Linked DNA regions of Macaca mulatta: region 2 is linked to region 1. A link is a contact called in public Hi-C data. All regions are on one chromosome and are shown on one strand. The core of a region is the stretch at or near the end of the contact, and the rest is flanking DNA. Distances in the headings are between cores, read along the strand shown. Region 1 holds the start of EMC4 (ER membrane protein complex subunit 4). Region 2 holds the start of SLC12A6 (solute carrier family 12 member 6).

What was found. Hi-C and Micro-C count contacts between places; a contact is called where the count stands out from the background.
Region 2: a contact with region 1 is called in a Hi-C map of CD4 T cells, with 4 times the contacts expected there. The contact joins the promoter of SLC12A6 here to the promoter of EMC4 in region 1. A contact is called at or near these places in 3 of 14 Hi-C or Micro-C datasets (CD4 T cells, fetal cortex germinal zone and fibroblasts).

Annotation. Positions count from the first base shown.
Region 1 is chr7:11,418,911-11,423,022 of T2T-MMU8v2.0, reverse strand. It overlaps EMC4 (ER membrane protein complex subunit 4), which reads right to left and starts at 2,029. Exons shown (of 5, transcript NM_001260989.1): 1 at 1,871-2,029; 2 at 1,424-1,538. The coding sequence starts at 1,956.
Region 2 is chr7:11,530,549-11,534,660 of T2T-MMU8v2.0, reverse strand. It overlaps SLC12A6 (solute carrier family 12 member 6), which reads left to right and starts at 1,973. Exons shown (of 26, transcript XM_077939071.1): 1 at 1,973-3,613.

The DNA of each region.
Region 1 (4,112 bases), core at 780-3,279:
TATTCTTTGACTACGATATTAAACTAGAAATAATTTTATAATTAGAAAATCTCATGTTTGGGAATTAACAATGATACATGAAGAAATTATAATGGAAAACAGAATTGTATGATAGCAAAAGTACCACATTTTAAAACTTGTGGGACACAGCTACAGCTCTGAGAAATTTATAACCTTAAATACTATTGGGTTGCTGCAAAAGTAATTGCGGTTTTTGCCATTAAAAGTAATGGCAATCTGGCTGGGCGTGGTGCCTCACGCCTGTAATCCCAGCACTTTGGGAGGCCGAGGTGGGTGGATTACCTGAGGTCAGGAGTTTCAGACCAACCTGGCCAACGTGGTGAAACCCCATCTCTACTAAAAATACAAAAAAATTTAGCCAAGCGTGGTGGCAGGTGCCTGTAATCCCAGCTACTCGGGAGGCTGAGGTAGGAGAATTGCTTGAACCCGGGAGTCAGAAGTTGCAGTGAGTCAAGGTCATGCTATTGCATTCCAGCCTGGGTGACAACAGCAAGACTGTCTCAAAAGAAAAGAAGTAATGGCAGTCTAAAAATAAAGTAAGCATCCATTTCAAGAAACTAGAAAAAACCCAAGAATTTTTGAAAAGATTAATAAAATCAATACTGGTGATGGGTACAGTGACCTGTAAAAATAAATGAAAATAACTTTTAAAAAATCAATACTGGTAAGCCGAAAAGGAGAGGAGACAAATATTCAACATCAGGAATGAAAAAACGAACATCACAGATCTTGCATATATGGAAGTGATCATTATTATGAACAACTTTATGTCAATACATTTGAAATTTTAGGAAATCGGTAACTTCCTAGAAAAAATGTAACAAAATGACAGCAGAAATTAGAAAGAAATATAAATAGCCCCGGGCAGAGCATGGTGGCTCATGCTTGTAATCCCAGCACTTTGGGAGGCCCAGGCGGATGGATCACCTGAGGTCAGGAGTTCAAGACCAGCCTGGCAAACATGGTGATACCCTGTCTGTAACTAAAAATACAAAAATTAGCCAGGCAACTGCAGAAATCTAGATGAAGGATGGTGGCTTGGATCGGGATGAGAGGTGAACACAGCAAAAAGTAGTAAGGAAAGTCAACAACATCCTGACAGTTGGATGTGTGGTGTAAGGGAACTAGAATAGAAAAAGATCACTTCAACTGGAAGATGTTGCCACCAAAAGATAGTTTTCAACCTACTTTCTTACACCTTATGTTCCAAACATCTTTTATTTTTCAAACTGTTAAGCACTTTTGTAGGTGATATATAAAATACCGAAATACCAGTTTCAAGCAGTTTAGTTTCCAAATATTCAGGATAAGAGCTATCTACGTTAATTCCACCTGGGAGAAGAGGATGGGTGAATAAGTCAGGACTGGCCCAAGGACTGCGGTAACATCTATACCTCTGTACCTTCTCCACCAGGATCCGATCTGTCTCTTGCACGCTGGTATCAGGCACTTGCTTGTCCAAGTAACCGACTGGGTAGAGAGAGTCTCCCTGGCCACTGCCCCGGTCACTTCGACCCCTAAAAAACCAAACCAAGAAATTAAAGCTGCAAACTCCGACACTTCTTATCCCACATTTCCTGATCTACCAATCATAGCAATAAAGATCTTCAGATGCACCTACTCAGATTAGACCAAGCCCCCTCGTGTGTTCCTCAGTCCCTTGACTTATCAGGACTGATGTAAGCATTCTTTGAGCACAGAAACCTTCACAGCAGGAAAGCCGCTACGTCCCCAGGTGATGTCTGTGTGCCACCCATCTTTTTCAAAGTTATGCCTGAGGGCTCAGGTCTCATTACTCTGGTGCAGTTCTGGGACGAACAGGGATGTACAGCTTGCCCAGGTGCCTCACCGGCTGCCTCCTCCAGGCCCGCTTAGCTCAATGGCCCACTTGAAGCGCCGGCCTCGGTTAGCCACCAGACCCCCCTGGGCCGTCATGGCAACAGCTGCGTGCTACAGCCGCGAAGCTTCTCACTCCAAAGCGTACTCCGCAACAGGCCCACCGGCGTTCCCCGCTTTGTCGCACTCTGCAAATACACTTCCGGCGCGTTAATACAGACGTCATTTCCGCCCTGGAAATTGGCGGCGTTGCGGGTTGAAGAGTCCCGGTTTGGATTTAGAAAATCAGGGAGGGAAAAAAAGCAGGCAAGACTTGGTGCTTCCTAAAGCCACTTCCGCGCGCTCCCTTTTTGAATGTGCTTGTTATATGTTCCCTGACCTCTGAGGTGCACTTCATGGGGCTGAAGGAACGTCCCTACTGACTCAGCATTAAGAATTGGTGGGCGGATCACCTGAGGTCAGGAGTTCGACACCAGCCTGGCTAACATGGTGAAACCCCGTCTCTACTAAAAATACAAAAAAAATTAGCCGGGCGTGGTGGCGGCGCCTGTAATCCCAGCTCCTTAGGGGGCTGAGGCAGGAGAATCGCTTGAACCCGGGAGGCGGAGGTTGCAATGAGCCGAGATCACACCACTGTACGCCAGCCTGGGTTACAGAGTGAGACTCCGTCTCAAAAAAAAAAAAAAAAGAAAGAAAGAAAAAAAGAATTGAAGCCAAGAAAAGCTTCTTAACCTCCTACGCGCTCCCTGGAACAAAAGATTCAAATCCTGGATTTAAATCCTAGCTTGACCTTGAGCGAGTTCCTTAGTAGTTTCTGAGTATTGAATGTCCACTGTGTCCCAGGAGCTCGGTGTTTCTTTTATTTCACTTGCACAGTAACCTTGCGAGGTAAACAGTTTTAACCACATTCTGCACAAAGGCAAGGCGACATTGTGGGCATGGAAAGGGACATGGGCTCGGTATTCAGATAGCCTGCGTTTGTTGTTGTTGTTTGTTTTGGCTTTGTTTTTTTTTGAGACAGGGTTTTACTCCGTTGCTGAGGCTGTAGTGCCGTGGCGCTATCACGGCTCACTGCAGCCTCGACTTCCCGGGCTCAAACGATCTTCCCACCTGAGCGTTCCGAGGAGCTAGGACCACAGGGCGCGCCACCACGCCCAGTTTTTTTGTTTGTTTGTTTTTGTTTTTTTGAGACAGTTTAGCTATGTTGCCCAGGCTGCTCTCAAACTCTTGGGTTCAAGTGACTCTCCTGCCTTGGCCTCCCAAAATGTCGAGATTACAGGCATGAATGAGCCACTGCACCCAGCAGATGGCCTCCTTTTGAATCCTGGTTTCACCACTTAAAAATTGTATGACCTTGGGCAAGTTAAATCAATTGTGTTTCAGCCTCTTCATGTAAAAGTTGGATAATCTGCCAATTTTCAAGGCTTGTGAGATTAGTGCCCACCACATATGTGGTGTTTGGTTGGTTCGTTTGTTTGAGACGGAGTTTTGCTCTTGGTTGCCCAGGCTGGAGTGCAATGGCACGATCTCAGCTCACTGGAACCTCCGCCTCCAGGGTTCAAGCGATTCTCCTGCCTCAGCCTCCCAAGTAGCAGGGATTACAGGCATGCGCCACCACGCCCAGCTAATTTTGTATTTTTAATAGAGACGGGGTTTCTCCATGTTGGTCAGGCTGTTCTCGAACTCCCGACCTCAGGTGATCTGCCTGCCTGGGCCTCCCAAAGTGCTAGGATATGTGGTGTTTTTAATGATGTGTTACATCATTGCCAAATCACACCACTGATGTGTTTTTAATGACATGTCATTAAATAATGTATGTCATTCTTTCAAGTGATTGGGTTTTGTATTGAATTGTATACCTTTTTCATAATTTAGCCTATTATTGGACATTTGTTTCCTGTTTTTCTTCCTTTTATAACCAGTGTTGCTGTGAACATATCTGTATGTTTTATTTCCTAAAGTTAGAGTCCTAGAAGTGAAATTGGAATTGCTGGATCAAAGAGTATGCATGTTTTTAAAGAATTTTCATTTTAAATGCCCACTAGGAGCCAGGCATGGTGGCTCACACCTGTCATCGCAGAACTTTGGGAGGCTGAGGCAGGAGGATTGCTTTAGCTCAGGAGTTCAAGACCAGCCTGGGCAACATAGTGAGACCTTGTCTCTGCAAACAACAAAAAGAATTAAAATGCCCACTAGGATAAATGGCACCATTTACATTTCACAGTGTAAAATTTTTTTAATAGTTTGAATTGGTA
Region 2 (4,112 bases), core at 724-3,223, 110 kb before region 1:
TTTAACCTGGAAATATTCCTAATGAATATAGAGGAGAAAAAGCAAACTGGCATGAATATATACCAAGGAGTTTTTCCGTAAGAGATCCCCTGAGGAATGAGCCTTCATTTTACACCAGAGGCTGTGTCCCCCTGAGGAAATAAAAAAGAGATCCCTGGGGTATTAACATCTGAGACATAAATTTATAGGGCTTGATGAGTGCTCAGAAACAAAAGTCTTAACAGGGATAGTATATTGGAATTAGGTGGTATATATAAGTAAATGCAGATATACTGGTAGGAAATTGGGTTTCATAAAAATTCTGTTTGTTTCTTTATAAAGAAAGTCTGAAGTTTGAATGAACAGCAGGCCTGCCTGAGGAAAAAACTGATCCTGCAGAGAATGGATGAAAGCTGTGGGCCTGAATCAAGAAACCCAGACTTTATAAAATAGAGTCAAGCTTTAGGAGGTTTACACTTGACATTCGAATTTTTCATTTTGCCACCAGGATCTTTTTAACTTTTTTTTTTTTTTTTTTTTTTTTTTGAGACGGAGTCTCGCTGTGTCTCCCAGGCTGGAGTGCAGTGGCCTGATCTCGGTTCACTGCAAGCTCCGCCTCCCGGGTTCACGCCATTCTCCCGCCTCAGCCTCCCAAGTAGCTGAGACTACAGGCGCCCGCCACCATGCTCGGCTAGTTTTTTGTATTTTTAGTAGAGACGGGGTTTCACCATGTTAGCCAGGATAGTCTCGATCTCCTGACCTCGTGATCCACCCGCCTCGGCCTCCCAAAGTGCTGGGATTACAGGCCTGAGCCACCGCGCCCGGCCCTTTTTAACTTTTTTAATCCTTTATTCCTTGAAAGGATTTGGACTGTGTGTCATTTGATAAGAGAGAACTTACTGGAATACAGTTCCCATCGCTAGGAGTGGTGCTTACCCATAACCACTTGTGAGGAGCACAGACCCCAGGCAAAGCCAGCGGCCGGTTTCTGGACCCAGGAGATTGTTAAATTTAGAGGTCTTGATCACAGCTATAGGAAACAGCTTTTCAAACAAAACATCGATGAGTCAAAATTTATGGAACACCTCCATGTATACATTAAATAAACACTAAGAAAAAATATTCTAGCGACAATAAATGTAGTGGTGAAAACATGGAATGGATTTGAGAAAATACCTCAATGTCTTCTCCAGGTATAAAAAATGTATTATTCAATGGAATTTTCAGTCCAACTAGAAGGTGGACATAGCATTTACTAAAGGACAAGAACAAGAAAAAAAATTAAAGTAGGACAAGTGTGTTTAAGGTACTTTAATTTACAGTTTTATTTTTGTTTGTTTATTTTTTTGAGAGGAAGTTTTGCTCTTGTTCCCCAGTGCAGTGGTGCATTCTCGGCTCACTGCAACTTTCGCCTCCCGAGTTCAAGCGATTCTCCTGCCTCATCCTAAGGAGTAGCTGGGATTACAGGCACACGCCAGCACTCCCGGCTAATTTTTGTATTTTTGGTAGAGACAGGGTTTCGCCGTGTTGGCCAGGCTGGTCTGGAACTCCTGACCTCAGGTGATATGCCCGCCTCAGCCTCCCAAAGTGCTAGGATTACAGTCGCGAACCACTGCGCCCGACCTACTTTATAGTTTTATTTAATTTTTTTTTAACATAAAAATGCTTTATTTTAGACCTCTAAGTGAAAATTACAATGAGGGTTATTCCCAGGTATAGGAGCGGTGTTTCTGGTTTATAAAGAAATCATGAATGATGTTTTCAGAGACACTCGTGAAAAAGAAATGGCTCCTCGGGTTCTGAGGGTGAGGAGGAGCGCCCGCCCCCTCAGATGTAGAGTGAGTGTGCGGCACAGCCGGACCAAGGAAAAGGATTTTACCCCCTTCACGCGGGTCGGGCCGTGCCCTGGACTACAGCTCCCGTCGTGCCCCTGGCCACTCGCATTCGGCCCCGCCCCGCCTGCCGTGTCCCGCGGCGAGCGCAGGCGTGCTGCACTCTGTCACCGCGGGCTGCGGCGGTTGGGCGGGGCTTTCGGGCGCCCGCGGGACGGTTCCGCCCTCTGACTGCACCCCCGGGCTTCTCTTCGCAAGGTTCACCTCGAATGAAGAAGAAGCGGGGAGGGAAGGGAAGGGCTGCGGCGGCGCGGGCGCAGCCCGTCGGGCCCGGGGCTGGGGAAGGCCAGGTCACGTAACTGCTGCTCTGGCGTCGGGCCGGGGAGGGGGCGCCAGTCCCGGCAGCGCGAACCCTGCGCGCGCCGCGGCTCCGAAACAGTTACCGGCTAGTAAACAACAGCTGCGCGCGCATCCGCATCAGCTGGCGCCGGGATACCGCACCTGCGACCTCCTTCTCCCTCAGCCCGCTGCTCAGGCCAGCTTGCGGGGCCGTCTCCTCTGCTGGGACCCGAAGGAAGAACGGCGAGGGGGTGACCTGCGCCGGGGCGGGGGTTGGGGAGAACGCGCCTCCGGCAAAGGGGGTGGCCCGTCCTGTCACACGCCGGAGAAACCTAGCGAGCGGACCGTGGCTCAGTGGACTAGCTACGACTTGCCACGACTCTGAGCTGCAGTCCGAGGTGTCTTGATCCGCTAACCTCCTCCCAGACCCCGAGGACATTTCTGCTAGGAGAAGAGCGGGCGCGCCACCGCCACCGACCTCTCGGAGACAGGAATCCGCTCTGCCCCTGCATCCTACTCTGCTCGCCCTTCTCTCAGTAGTGTGGGTTATTTTTCCCGTTATGCATGCGCACCTTTCCCACCAGACCCAAGTGGATTGTCGACATCAAAAACACCGGGTGGCTTTGCATACACCTCCCCTCAGCCAGACCTGTGGGGTATTCACCTGATACACAACAGGTGGCCGGGTGTACACCTTTTTGCAATCTGATCCACGCTGTAGTCGCCTGATAAAGGTTGGCCTGCACGCACTTCGCTCAACTAGAACCGTGGGACACTCACCAGATAAAGGACTACCTCGACGGGAACCTGGGGGCTGAGGGGAGGGAGGCTTCCTCTGCTGCCCTGAGACCATGGCACTGAGCCTTCAGCCCCGGACCAGAGGGGATAGCTAGGTAGCTCTTCATTCTGAAGGAAAGAAATCACACAAGATTGGCATTGTTTTGTCTTTTTGTTTTTTGTTTTTTTCTCTCTTAAAATACAAATTCACCTATCGGTGATGCACTTTCTAGGACAGTCGGCTTGAATTCTGAGTAGGATTCTTAGTTGGGGTTTTTTGTGTGGTGTGAATCAAGGTTATTGAAATGTGTTATTTTTCAAGTTATCTTTTGTATTATTGCAGTCAACAGTAGCTAACGTAAGAGGAGGATTTTGCGAGGTTCCCCCCACTTTTTTGGTTCTTGAAACGAACAAAATGCATCCTCCAGAAACCACCACCAAGATGGCTTCAGTTCGGTTCATGGTGACACCGACAAAGATCGATGACATTCCAGGTTTGTCAGACACCAGTCCGGACCTCAGCTCTCGATCTAGTTCCCGAGTAAGATTTAGCTCCCGGGAAAGTGTGCCTGAAACAAGCCGTAGTGAGCCTATGAGTGAGATGTCTGGGGCCACCACTTCGCTGGCAACTGTTGCACTGGATCCACCCAGTGACCGGACTTCTCACCCCCAGGATGTCACCGAGGGTAAGTAGAAACACAGGCCGCAGCATACTTTCATTACTGGCTTCTTTATCCAAGATGACCATCAATGGATCTGAAAGATCATAATCATATAATTATGATTATAATAGTCATCAGGAACCAAGGCAACTCTTTGTGAGATGCTTAGGAACTCTTTGGAGTAATAACATAGTGGCTCTTTGCAGTAGTAATTTGTCATGTGGGAAGCTGTATGACAAGAAGGAAGGCAAATGTATATTTTAACTTCCTCATTTTTGTCTTCTTAGAAATGAAATGGGTATTTTGATTAAGGGTGAATATCAAAGAATGTAATCGTTTTTCAGCACAGAGAATCCTAAATTTTAAAATTTAGTGAGTCGGATATGTGTTCTGTAGCCATCATTGACTATTTCAGTCTGCTTTAAGGCCGGTTACATGGAGTAGTTATTGGTCATATCTTAGTAGCTTTCTTCCAAGACTTCGGATGTGCATTGCAAAATTCTTTTTTGAAATCTATGTTTTT